Regions from separate parts of the Zea mays genome. Here region 1 is linked to region 2. A link is a contact called in public Hi-C data. All regions are on one chromosome and are shown on one strand. Each heading gives the region's core, a stretch centred on a gene start, on an enhancer-like site or on the middle of the called end of the contact. The rest is flanking DNA. Distances are from core to core; before and after follow the strand shown.

Region 1 (6,566 bases), core at 1,783-4,282, 160 kb before region 2:
TTGGTGGAGCCATGCTCTTACCAGTGATGAATAGTGGTTTGGGGGTTTACTTGGCAAAAACAAACAGTAGCTATGGCGCCTGTTGTACCCTTAACCGCGTCGAGACGTGACTGAATTACTCAGGTCATCGGCTTGTGGGACGTGATTGCGAACGAGATTATTCATGTAAGATGTTTGTCATAAAAGGTCGTCGTTGGCTGATTGTGCTGTTTGTATTGTTGAGCTAGTAAAGAATATCCAAAATTTGTTTGGACTTCATCGAGCTCTCCAGGTTTATTTTCTCGTAATCTCTATGGAAATTACCGTTACTAGAGATAAATGGCATCCTTGCAATGTCCCAAATTCTCACCGAAGAACACAAGGAAAAGAGAAGAAAATATTGAGCAAGCACAGCACAGGCAGGCAGCATGAATCCACACAGAACCAATGGTTTTTAGCACAGCAGGCTGACAGCCAAGGGTTACAGTACATAATCAGACGGGGCAACACGAACGAAGCAGCCGCATCAGCAGCAGCCTAGAACCCATTAATTGACACACAGCGTATATATATATATGTAGTACTTGTCTTTTAGCTGAGCAGAGCATATGCTTCTGCTGCTTACTAGTTCTTGAGGTGGGGGAAGCACTGGTAGAGGTCGTTCTTGGGATGCCTCGCCTCCGCATGTTCTTTGCACTTGGCCTCGGAGGTGGTGCAGATGAAGGTCTGCATGCAGATCTTGCACTGCATTCAGATGGAATTATCAAAAGGTTAGTGCATTTTTGGCCAATGGGAGGCATCAACCTCTGTGCTCGGCGGTTAATGCTTAATTGAAAAGGTAGTAGTACTCTTGAATTACACTGCTAACTAGAGCTTTTGTAGGTACATACATACGGCAATGACTGCTATACAAGCAGTTCTTCGGCAATGACTGCTATACAAGCAGTTCTTCTGTTCAAGCGTGTAAGCAAACCATCTGATACATTAGATCGTGATACAACCGTAGATCATATCTAACACTTAAACACTTCCACCACCAGCTCAATAATTTTTATAAAAAAAACCTAACAAACCATAGTTGTATCTATGGATCAGATGTTGCATGTGTAACAGAAGAACTGTCGTTGCCCATACATATATAAAGCAGTATAAGGTTTGATTTGGTGATTCGGGATCCACCACCAAATCAACCCTAAAACTAGAGGCATAGCCATGGTTGACAATTAGGGTTCGAGAATCGCGCCGTGGCTGGATCTGCCGAATCCAGACGGAGTAGCCTGAAACCCAAGCGAATCTGGGAAAACCCCCAAAATCTCGACAGGAACACAGGGCAAGCAAGAGGAGGAAGATACCTGGATGTTCATGGCCTTCTTGTTGGCCTCCAGCTGGCTGCCTGCAAGCAAATACAGAGCGGAAATACGAGACGGTGAGCAAAGGGCGGCGGCTGGGGCGGGCGGGGGACATGCATCGGTCGGGTACTTGCCTTTGCCGCCCTTGTTCTTCTCGGCGTTCCTCTCGCGCGCCATCTTGGACTTCTGGGCGTTGCCGCCGCCCATGGCCGCTGAATCCTGCGATGGAAGAGGCGAAGATAGAGACGAGAGGAGCGGGGGCGTGGTAGTGCGGGCGGCGGACCGACGCCAGCCAACGCGTCCCTTTTATTTATGCAACAAGTCCTTCGTCCCTTACTTTTAATTATTAGAAAAAAAATCGCATTTGGATTGGATATGGATGGACACACGAGGGCCCAAAGAAAAGAAAAAGAAAAAGGAGGGGGCGGGGCAGGTGGGCGTTGGGCGTTTTGCCGATTAACGAATGCGGCCCAGGCCGTAACAAATGCGGCGGCCCACGGATCTGTCTCCTCACAGCCAGGCTGACCAAGCCAACAATGCAGTCATGATGAACTCGTGATTAATAAATTAGTTAGTTCCACATATATATATATATATATATTTATATCAAAAAAACGTCCATGCATAGTGATGTTGGATGGCGACAATGTACGTGGCTGTACTAAAATACACAGAAGACAGTGACATCTTGACTCTTGAGCATGCATGCATCGCATAGTATCATCGTCACGCGAGCGAATCCGTACGTTCTTTCCTGGGGGATATGGAGCGAGCACGTACATACTGCAGTTCGTCTCCTCCAGTTCAGTCTGCTGATCGACGCGACGGCGTACAGAGAGAGAGAGAGAGGGGAATCCCGTGAGCTAGCTGAATGCGTGTGTTTAATTTAAATCAATCAATCAATGACGATTCTATTGCATTGGTAACAGACCTTCAGGTGGGGTGGCAACCCATCTGAGCTGCAGGTGGATGACGCCGGAGTCGACGTTCCGGAGCCTGAGGAGGAGGTCCTGCACGACGTGGCCCTTGTCCCAGATGATGTGGCTCTCGTCGGCGAGGCAGCTTCCCGTGCCGCCGGGGCGGACGGTGCGGACGACGGTGCCGCTGCGGATGTCCTCCAGGTCCATCTGCACGATCTGCGCCAGCGCCTCCACGTCGAACTCCGCGTCCCCCATCATGTCGTCCTTGCTGAACGTGTCCTTGTCGAAGACCTCTAGCTTGATGGGCGCCGACGCGTCCATGACGGCCAAGGTGAGGTCCTCGTTCCACAACGGGTTCACCGTCTTCTTCATCACGCTCGTCTTCAGTTTCTGGACGGGTCACCGCACCGGACGAGACGATGCATATATATGGTGACGACGACGACAAACCAAGAAGCACAGCACAGGCAAGAACGAATCAGAGCAGCAGCTAACCTGTCCATCCAGGCTGAGCACGACGTAGGGGTCGCTGCCCTTGGCGTCGCAGCTGACGAGGTCGATCCCGCGCAGGACGCGCACGCACAGGAAGCCTCCTGGCAGCGAAGACATCACCTGCTCTGCCTCGCTCAAGTCTCCACCTCTTCTTCTTCAATTATTCACCACCCAAGGCGATCCACGACCTGCCTGCCGCTGCTCTTGTCAGCGCAGAGCACGCACCTAGTCCGTTCTCTGTGATTCTTCAGTTGCTGCTTGTGGCCATGCATGCATGGCTTATTGGCGGCCGGTCTTTTGTTGACGACGGTCTCGACGACATCTGGCGGAGCCCTGGCCTCTGGCTATACATGGAATGGCTCCTTTCACCGTCTGTTCTGGGACTGGGACATGCATGTTAGGATTTATGGGCTTGGCCTAATTAAGAATTTCTAATAAATTCCAGGAAAATCTCAAAAGCCCATATAAGTGGATGGCAAAGGGATAGGTGGAACCAATAGCACCATATTGCTAGCTCTTGTGGAGTAGAGCTAACTTAAATATGGAAGCCACACTCACTCACCAAGTCATGGATGAGAGGAGAGAGTGTGGAGAGCCACACGCGCGCGCGCGCTCGCTCGCCTGGGCGGGGCGAAGGGCGCGGGCGCACGACATGCGCGTGAATGGTCCGCCGAAATCCGGCCCCTCGCCTTGCGGGGGCGCGGCTACCTTTTGCCGTTTGATTTTTTTGGTTTCTTGGCTGTTACGCTTATCCTAACCGATCGCTACAAAATCTCAACTGATTGCGAGATTTTCGTGGGTGGATAAGCACGGGGTCACGGACTCGGCCCTATAAAAGGAGCCCGGCAGCCAGCCTCCATATCATCCCCAGATCCCAGTTCGCTTTCGCCTCTCTTCATAGCTGAGCCGCCTTTTAGTTCCCTTCGTCCCGACCGCAGAGGTGCATCTGCGATCAGGAGAGCAGGTCTCCGGAACCCTTCGTCTTCTAGATCCTGCACCGGGAGAGGGCGAATAAGGTTTTTGGGAAGCGTCTTCACGCGACTGCTCGTGATCTTCTGACATCGTCGACCCAGCTGATCCTGGCGCGCGCCAACTATCAGTAAGTATAATCAGTACGCATCATCTGATTTGGCTTGTTATTTCAGTTCTTCTGATTTGGTCATGATTTATATTCGGAATTTAAACTGGAATTTGTCTAATTATTCAACAATGCATGCATGTTTCAGTTTCTTCAGAGTTTTCTTCCCCTTCTTTGCTGGCTCTTCTGCCTGCCCTGTTTTGTCTTTTTTTTTTCTCGTGCGCGTTGCAGCATAGCCTGTGCTATTTTTGGAGAAGAGTAAATGGATTAAATAATGTTATGAAAATCTGAAAAAATTACTTGATCCACAACATATAAGGGGATATGGACTATTTTTAGGGCTCGTTTGGCAACGCTCCAGCTCCTGCTTCTTTAGCTCCAGATCCTGATCCTCGTAAGGAGCTAATCCTCCTGATTCTCATAGAGAATCAGAATCATTTTTAAAACCGTTTGACAAGTAAACTGATTCTTGTCTTCTGAAAGTTGGTGGTCTGTGGCGATTGTCTGTTTTACCCTTTGCAGTTTAACTTTGTTACAAACCAATAAGTAGGATGCATATACGAAAAAAATTATGAAACAATAACATATAAAATATTCCCATCATAGTAGTGCATAAAATGATCTCAAATGTTTAATCCATAAATCGGCTCGTTATGTTTTTGTCCAATGGCAATTGCGGGTAATTTCGATGAAACTTTAAGGGGAGGTCCATATTTGGTTGGTTGAGGAGCTGTTTTAAGGGAGGGTGGAGCAGGTTTTTTTAGATCCCACCTTTCTTCACAAAAACGACTCCCGATCTTTCGGCTCCACACGAGAATCAGTTTAAAAAAATACCCGTTTGGCACGGCTCCTCCAGATCCTCGCTTAGAATCAGGAGCTGGAGCTGTGCCAAACTGGCCCTTAGTCTCTCCATTTTATTCTCTAAATTATAGTACCTAAACAATCCCAGCTTCTGGGATTCTGGCCCAAGCATAACTGGAGACGGGAAAGCCGAAGAAGAAGCGTGGGTCTGGGCCTCAGTTTCTCTCTCGTGGCCCAGCTCCGCAACTCGGTACGGGCCGTGCATCGCCAGGAGGAGGGCTGTGGGCTTCGATATATACGATCCATATCTTCATTTGCTCCTCAAAACATATGGCTCGAGCCCCCCTCCTGTATTTGTTGATTTCAACACTTATGTTCTGTTCATTCTAACTTTCATCTTAAAAAAAAGTATGCGGACTACGCGCCACTTTTCATGATTTATTTATTATCTATTTGATGTTGTTCGCATCGCTTTGTTCTGGACCACTACGTGCATTGACTTTGCGTGAACGTATGTTTGGTTCCTGCACGTGAAAGACACGGGCTGCACGAGTCGATGCAAAACAAGCCATTTGGAGGCCAATTGCCTGCATCCGCTCGTACCTCCAAAGCGCTTGTATCCGACCAGCCAGAGGCTCGAACGATCGTGCTTGTGCAGCCACGAACACAGGAACCAATCAACCAGTATATGAACCGCTCCATCTATTTTGTACCATGTCGTTTTATTTCAACGAAATCCTATTTTTAGACAAGTTAAATAGAAAACATGCAACTTTTTTAGATAACGGAAACAAATGGAAAAACAGCAAAACAACACCATAAACAAAAAGGAAGCGTCCACTTAAAGAACGCGTCAACGAATCAAGTGCACTCTAATCTAGCATACCTGACCATGAATTTATTCGGCACTGCGCATGTTGTAGCATGCAATAAATGTGTCAATTAAAGCATCAAAGTGCTCAACTGATGCTTCAATTGGTGCACAAGCCTTAGAGCACCTCCAACAGACTCAGTAATTATCCTTCGCTCGTCAAAAAAAAAACCATGTGAAAACCATAACCAACAGTCTCGCCATCTTCCTCGCTTATCCATCCCCCTCATCATCCTGCTGCCTTCGCTAGGTATCTTTGCCGAGCGCTCGCCGCTCGTCATCTCTCGCCCTTTCGCGTGCCATCTCGCCCTCCCGCTCCCGCGTCCCCCGCCCCCGAGCCCTCACGCTCCTGCTCCTGCGCGTACAGCCTGCGCCGTCGTCCCATACTTCCTGCGCCGCTGCCTGCAACTTGCGCCGCGTAAAGCCCGCGCTGTCGCATTTTTTTCCTCGCCCCTCTTTCGTCCATGTACAGGCCGCCATGTCCTCATGCAATGGAGGTTTGGGAAAGTCTTCATACTTCTCCATTTGCGGCAGGAAGAATGCAACGAGGTGCAGGTCAGATGAAGGAAGAGTTGGATGTATCTGGTGTGGGATCGATGCGACGTCAGGTGATTCCTGTCACAAGCTTCGACGACCGGATGTCAGAGGATGTGCCCAATGCTACACAATGCGACAGTGAGGACACATACACCAGTGAGATGCTTGTTGTGACGGAACCTCCCAAGTCATTAGGCCCACCTACAGTTGTCCTTGTCCAACGGACCTCAGACAACCCTGTAGGTGCCCCTGAATCACTTGACAAGTTCGGTATCTGCTTTTCTTATCTTTCCCAAGAGCGTTTCACCCGTCACGCAGACATTACAAGCATCGGAGTTACGAGAATGCGGAAGCAATTATATGAACTTACCTTTATTTTAAAAGTAAGACAAAGTTATATATTACAGACCAAGATATAACCTATGAGTGCAGAGTAATATTATTACACACCAAGGGAGGCAAAAACTCATCCCATTAAGTTTTAAACAAAAGTTCTTATGGAGGATCCTTTCCTCCCGCAGCTTTACTCCTGGTGTTCT
Region 2 (7,269 bases), core at 3,317-5,816:
CAAACCAACAACAACACCATTCGTGAACATTCAACAACGTTCAACATCATAAAAATTCAGTTTTTATCATCATTCACCGTCATTCAACAACAACATATGAAGAACACTAAAGGTAAACAGATTGAGACCAACTAAACCAACAGCAACTTCCAAAGCTCCATCATTCAACATCTAGACCATCACCTTCACTTTGACCTCTCTCTCTCTCTCTCCTTGCTTCTTCATCTGGAATAAATGAAATAATTAGCGAATTAAACCAAGATCAAAACTAGCCATGTACATTTCTACAAACAAAATTCTAGTTACCACGTAGCATGTCGACAATGTATTCCCTCCTCAGTGGTTCTGGAAGTGCAAACAACATCCCCATTTGATCTGGCATCCTAACAAACACACCAGCTGCTTTGATAACTTCTGAGCCAGTAAATTCAAGTCTCCGGACCTCATTGATCGCCTTCTCTCTTAGCTTTTGTTGTGGATCCTCATCTCTTGCCTTCTCTTGGTTGGATGCCTCACGATCCATAGCTTGCGCCATTTTTCCAATTGACATGGTGGCAACCTTGAGATCACCACTCACTTCATTGAACACATCAAGAAGCGGGTCACTTGATGAAGTCTTTTTTCCTTTCCACTCTTTCTTCCGCTTCTTGGAGCTAGATGATGTTGAGTCAACAGAACGCCTTGGTGTCTCTACAGATGTCATATCCTCTCCATCCTCTTCATCATTAGCATTTACACGAACTAACTCTTCTTCCAAGTTTTGAACAGCATCTGTCATGTCTTCCGCACCTTCACCTGTGGCCATGTCCTTGGAATATACCATTGAAAGTTCATCATAGTAAGGAAAGGACACTCCATACAACCCTTTTGCATCTGGATTATTCTGTAAAAAACAAAGACACATTATTTTGGGATAGATGAGTATCAAAAAGGAAATAAACATTCCCTCCATATCAGTGCTTGTATAGAAACATCATTTACACTTCTCTAGTTCTATGGCAAGAAAAGATGCCCAATATAAACATAAATGGAAAAACAGAATTTACACTTCTCTAGCTCATCGATCAACAAGAGAGCAGAGGCATGAGGTCCGGCCATCACAAGTTCCAGTGGTCACCGGAACGGCGCCGGCTGCTGCTGGATTCAGAGACTTCAGAGAGAACGGAATCTGGGAGATTCAGAGGGAATGACCATCGCAAATTCGAGATTCAGAGGAAGAACGGCGCTGGCTGCTGCTCGATTCGGAGACTTCAGAGAGAACGGAATCTGGGAGATTTAGAGGGAACGACCATCGCAAATTCGAGATTGAGAGAGAACGAACTCTGGGAGATTTGTTACCTGGACGGCGGCGAAGACCACTGGCTGCCGGCGTCCGAGGAGGAGGAAGGACTGGGTGGCGGCGCGGCACTGGCGTCCGAGGAGGAGGAAGGCTCGAGCGGCGCCGATTCAGGAGATCTTTCAGCGGAACCGCACGACTCGGGCGATTGATTCCGGCTAGGGTTGGAGGGTTTGAGTTTTCTATACGGTGGTATCCCATTCCAATGTATGTGATTCCAATAGAGTCTATAACAAACACATGTAACGTTATCAGATACCCGAAGGAATCCCATACCGTTACAATACGTCGAACCAAACACGTCGCAAGTGTCGAGTGACGCGGCACTCCAGCGGCTCAATTCTAATCCAGCAGCCTGGCAGCAGCCGCCATCGCCCACTCGCCGTCGCACCAACCGCCGCCCCAGTGAAGGGCCCATGCCGCCGTCTCCGTCCGACTCCAGCCCCGACATGGACCCGCGCAGCGGCTACTGCGCGTCGACGAGGACGTTCTACAGCCTGCGCGCGGCGCCGCCTTCGCCGCCGCCGCCGCCGGACGCCCCGCTCTCCTTCCCGGCTTTCGCCCTGTCCTTCCTCCCCACCCCGCTGCCCTCGCCCTTGGCCGCGAGCCGCCCGGCGCTCGTAGACGCTGGCACGGGCGAGTCCGTCCCGCTCCCGGCCTTCCTCTCCAGGCTGCGCGCGCTCGCCGCCGCGCTCCGCGCCCGGCTCCGCCTCGGCCCGGGCGACGTCGCGTTCGTGCTCGCGCCCGCGGGCGTCCACGTCCCCGTGCTCTACTACGCGCTCATGTCCGTGGGCGCCGTCGCGTCCCCGGCCGACCCGTCCCTACCCGCCGCCGAGGTCTCCCGCCTGCTCGCGCTCTCCGACCCGCGCGTCGCCTTCGCCGTCGCGGGCACCAGGGGCAAGCTCCCTCCCGGGCTCCCCACCGTGCTGCTCGACTCGCCGACGTTCCTCTCGTTCCTGCACGAGCCCGAGGACGCGGCGGTGGTCCGGCAGTCGGACCCGGTGGTGGTCCGGCAGTCGGACCCGGCGGCGGTGCTGTACTCGTCCGGGACCACGGGGCGCGCCAAGGCGGTCGTGCTGACCCACGGCAACCTCATGGCCAGCAACGTGACGCGGGCGCCCGCGGCCGGGGAGACCCTCATGCTCGCCGTGCCCCTCTTCCACGTGTACGGCTTCACCTTCTGCCTGAGGGCGGCGTCGGCGGCGCACACGCTGGTGCTGCCCGCGGCCAGGAGGAGGTTCGACGCCGCGGCGGTCCTGGGCGCGGTGGAGAGGTTCGAAGTGACGCGCCTGGCGCTGGCGCCACCCGCGCTGCTCGCCATCGTGCGCGCCGCCGAGGAGGACGCGGCGGCGCCTGCCCGCGCAGCCTCGCTGCAGGCTGTGAGGTGCGGCGGCGCCCCCGTCGCGGCTGACCTCATCGCGCGCTTCTCGCGCGTGTTCCCCGGCGTAAGCCTCGCGCAGGTTGGTCAAGTCCCAATGCCTCTGTCTCTCTCGGTTCTTGTTCCGTTGTGTGTGTGTGTGTGTTCATCGTAGCAAGCGTGGTTGGCAACAGGGGTACGGCCTCACGGAGACTACAGCCGGATTCTGCCGCGCCGTCGGGGAGGAGGAAAGCGCGCGAGTGGGATCCGTGGGGCGTCTCTCATGGGGCGCCCAGGTGAAGGTCGTTGATCCGGAGACGGGGGCAGCCCTGCCTCCTGGCGTGGCAGGGGAGCTTTGGGTCCGAGGCCCTTTCGTGATGAAAGGTAGGTGAGGTCAGGCCACCATGCAATGCTGTCCGTGAGCTGAGCTCGATCAGTAAGTAACAAACAGTGCTCTGTAGCGTAGCGTAGGTTACCTTGGCGACGACGATTCCACGTCTGAGATCTTGGACAGCCAAGGATGGCTGAGGACAGGAGATCTCTGCTACATCGACCAGGATGGATTCGTCTTCATCGTAGACCGTCTCAAGGAGTTGATCAAGTACAAAGGCTACCAGGTTAGTAATGGTATAGTAACTATCTTCTGCTGCTGTTGCTAGAAAGTTACGACAGCTTTGCCTTGTCTTCTCTGAATCCTTGTCTGTTTCATTCAGGTGCCTCCTGCAGAGCTCGAAAACCTGCTGCAGACACACCCTGACATTGATGAAGCCGCAGTTGTCCCGTAAGAGCGCGCGCGCGCGCACACACACACACACAGAAAAAGCATGAGAAATCAGCTAGCTAATGCCATGTTCATGCTAGCTAACTCATCTTACATGTATGACGATACAGATACCGTAGTGACGAGGATGGTGGGGAGTTGCCGGTAGCGTTCATCGTCAGACGCCCAGGAAGCCACCACTTGCAGGAATCACACATCAAAGACTTCGTCGCCAAACAGGTTTGTTTAATTTGGCCGCTGGCTCAACAGCCAACACAACACAACACAATTTTGCTGCTGCTGCTGCTTCTTCTTCTTCTTCTGGTGAGTCGCTTCATCAGCTATGATAATAACCACTCGTCGTCATGCAGGTCGCGCACTACAAGCGGATCCACCATGTTTTCCTTGTGGATTCGATACCGAAGAACGCGTCGGGCAAGATTTTACGCAGGGACCTGGCCAAGCTAGCGTCGCGGCGCATTAGCTCCAAGCTATAGGTCAATAGGTGCATTGTATGTGTGACGTCCATTTCTTTCCTTCTCTTGTTGCAATGTACTAGCAGACACTGTCAGACTTGTAGTTATTACCATACCGGTTTATTTAATCAAGACATGGAGAGTAATCGTGTAGCCTCTCAACAAGAAAAAAGATAAGTACACAGTACTGGCTTGGCAAACCATCTGCACTATACCAGAAAAGACTGGATAACATTCGTCATATCTACCTGAACTGCTGAACGACACCAAAATCTTCTGCAGCTGATAGACAGATGGGGTTGTTCGTTCCCCAATGTTCATGAGAAGGCGATAAATATTCGAGAATGGATAAATATTCGAGAATGAATGTAGTAGTTTTTAAATAGAATCTATTTGTTATATAAGCTATGCCACATTACCACCAGCAGTTACAGTCATGCCTTCAGATGCAATATAAGTTCAGTGCTGACCGGCAATTTCAACACCTTAACTTATCACCAGTGTTGTAGCATGCGCGTTGGAATTGGAAGAGAGAAAGAGAGATGAGATTCTTTCCACCCCCCCCCCCCCCCCCCCCCCCCCCCCAACTTGGGCCTTTGTCGATCCAAATCAAAGTCCAAGTGGGAAACGGTTTGGGACAACCCAGGCCTGGTTCGGCCCGGCCTTCCCGATTTAGTACAACGTCTCCTGTGTCCTCTCGCGCGCCGCGCCGCCCCTCAGGCCGAGACTCCCCTCAGGCCCCAGCTCTCGCTCTCCGGTCTCCACCGCCGCTCCGGTGCTCCCTTCCGGGATTCCCCTCCGGCGAGCTTGCTCAGCTCCGCTCCAGGTGAGTCGGTGCGCGACCCCTCCCCTCCTCAGGTCGATTCCCACTCCCCTCCACCTGCGGATTCCCATGGCGCAAGGACGTGGTTCGCTGATCCGCTTGCCGGATCTACGCCCTTCGCTCCATCCGGTTAATTGTAGCCTTTTGTACCCAGGCCGCGCGGCGCTGCCGTAGGTTCGATACCCTGCTGTACTTGTCACTGGGATAGATTGCGGTGGTTTTACGCCTCATTGGATATTCCCAAATGGTTATGGACCCTACTAGAGGCCTGCGATTAATAGCGACTAATCGTCCGATTAGTTTAGGAACGATCAGCCTGGCTGGCTGGATTGAAATTTCGGCCCAGTGGCCCACTTCACTTGCCCAGCGGCCCAGCCCAGCTTCCCTTTTCCCGATTCCCACCACGTGAGCAGAAGCTGCACAACCAAGAGGCAAGAGCCAACAGAGCGCAGAAGCTGCACAACCAAGAGGTAAGAGCCAACCGAGCAACGAACGCCCAGGCACACACGAGACACGACACGAACCAGGCAACCAGCTGCCGAGGGAGGAACCCTAGCGGAACACTGTGCAGGTGACGGCGGCGCGCTACCGGTGACGGGGGATACGGCGGCATCGTCCCCCTCGGCCCCTCCTCCATCCCCGGCGCGGCGGCGCCAGCAGCCGGCCTGCAGGTACGGTCTCCAGTCTCCAGAATCCAGATTCAGAGCTTGTCCCTGTTTTCTGGTGTGCTCTGTTGTGCTGTAGCCTGTAGGTACGGGCGTTTGGCTGTTGGCCTGTTGCTGCCCATGTCCATGTTTGTTGGTTTTCAGTTTTACTTAGATGCTGAAAGCCTGAAACCTTCCAGTGATTATTTGCTTCATGTTGTAGTATGGCTGTTGGCCTGTTGCTGCCCGTGTCCATGGGCATATCACGTATGGCTGTTTGCCTTGTCGAAAGCCTGAACCTGAAGCCATGTCCATGGGCGTGTAGTTATATATATGAAGGTTGATCGGTTCCTATAGCCCTGGACGATCAGGATGTCTGATTGACCAATCAGAGCCCGGTTAATCGGGCTGGTCATCGACTAATCGTGATTAGTCGGCTGATCGCCCCTCTGGCGATCAGGAGCGATCAGCCGATCTGAAAACATTGCGATCTCCCTATGCCGATCTCCCTCCGGCTCTGAAATTTAATACTGCAGCAAGGTCCAAACTCAGCCTGGGTGATTCCAACTCAGCTTGGAATCACAATTTAGCGTGGGTGATTCCAAACTCGACCTGGGTGGTTAATCGCTTTACCAACCATCCGTGAGTACAATAACTACTTGCAAGACAGGTATAATTTTGAAGTCACTTGGTTCAGACTTAAAGTTGCTTTGCAGTAATCAGTATGCAGTTGGGATGGCCCATTTCATCTCAACATCATTGTTATTCCAATAGCGGCAATTTTGCATGATCAGTCTGCTGAGTGGCGACTTTTCAAACTGTGACGGTCATCAGTATCCGGAAGGGGAGGATGGCGTCGGCGAAGTAAGAACAGCCGGCGGCGCTGTGCCAAGCTGTGCTCAGCTCAAAGAAATAGCCAGTCTCGGTCTCCAGTTCTCGTCTCCAGTCAAGGTGATAAAAAAAGACATGGGTAGAACGGTCCGTGAGGCTTACTGGCCTGAGGAAAGGAAACACAAAACATTTAAAATGAAGATAAGGACCAAAAACACCTAGAATGAAAAATCCGTGAGCCATGGTGTCAATTTCTAAAAGGATGATGAATTGGATCCTTTATGTTGAGAGGCAGCCGAATTGAGACGTGTATACTGAAATTTCTCCCTTGAGCATCGATGTACATAAAAAATGCTTTTTGTATGATTTAGTGTTACGTCGAGATCATGGATGCATCACTTTTCTGCTGCTCCTTGGGTCCTCATGTAATTGGGCATCTACTGTGTGGCAACATTTTTGTATGACTGAATGGTTTCCCCACCTCTTTATCTCTGAAGATTTCCACGTCGTCCATGGCGCTCGTCGTGATGTGTGGGCAGCCGTGCAGCGGTAAAACAGCAGCCGCCGCTTGCCTTGCTGTGGCGCTGCACTCCTCCTCGCCTGACCTTACAGTCCGAATCATCGATGAGTCATCCCTCCATCTCAGGCGCAACGATAGCTACAAAGGTATTTGACTATTTGTTGTTGTTACATTTTTTAGTTAGCTAGTTTTGGACTTGTGCTTTGACCCTGTGATGAGCTTGTTTCTTTCTTGTTGTCTTTGGTTGTCCCTTGTTAGATATGGTTGTGGAGAAAAACTTGAGAGGGCTTCTTAGATCAGAAGTTGACAGGTCTGTGTCACGCGACAGCATAATTATTGTCGACTCGTTGAATAATATTAAGGTGAGGGTAGTATCAAGTTCTTCATCCTATTTTTTATTTGTCCTATTTATTTCTTCATTCTATTAGTTGTGATATAAAATAGATTCTGCAATTTCCCTTACATCATTGTACAGTTACGATGCCTCAAATGCATTATGGTCTTGCAAAGTTGCAATATTAT

What was found. A called contact is a pair of places that touch in the nucleus more often than the background predicts.
Region 1: a contact with region 2 is called in a Hi-C map of ear, with 1.9 times the contacts expected there. The contact joins the promoter of LOC103631888 here to the promoter of LOC100278925 in region 2. A contact is called at or near these places in 2 of 25 Hi-C or Micro-C datasets (ear and tassel).

What each region holds. Positions count from the first base shown.
Region 1 is chr7:2,210,459-2,217,024 of Zm-B73-REFERENCE-NAM-5.0, reverse strand. It overlaps LOC103631888, which reads right to left and starts at 3,032. Exons shown (of 3, transcript XM_008653724.2): 1 at 2,744-3,032; 2 at 2,260-2,638; 3 at 1,871-2,140. The coding sequence starts at 2,857. The coding sequence ends at 2,133. It overlaps LOC100275971, which reads right to left and starts at 1,640. Exons shown (of 3, transcript NM_001348155.1): 1 at 1,463-1,640; 2 at 1,332-1,372; 3 at 369-723. The coding sequence starts at 1,535. The coding sequence ends at 604. LOC541825 (protein kinase CK2 catalytic subunit CK2 alpha-3) reads left to right here. Exons shown (of 10, transcript NM_001111506.2): 10 at 1-305.
Region 2 is chr7:2,046,599-2,053,867 of Zm-B73-REFERENCE-NAM-5.0, reverse strand. It overlaps LOC100278925, which reads left to right and starts at 4,566. Exons shown (of 10, transcript NM_001407566.1): 1 at 4,566-4,755; 2 at 6,725-6,893; 3 at 7,006-7,109. The coding sequence starts at 6,740. It overlaps LOC100273193 (4-coumarate--CoA ligase-like 5), which reads left to right and starts at 1,930. Exons shown (of 6, transcript NM_001147637.1): 1 at 1,930-2,796; 2 at 2,888-3,077; 3 at 3,165-3,310; 4 at 3,407-3,474; 5 at 3,585-3,693; 6 at 3,825-4,147. The coding sequence starts at 2,119. The coding sequence ends at 3,950. LOC103631881 reads right to left here and starts at 1,570. Exons shown (of 3, transcript XM_008653718.4): 1 at 1,339-1,570; 2 at 307-883; 3 at 12-225. The coding sequence starts at 823. The coding sequence ends at 161.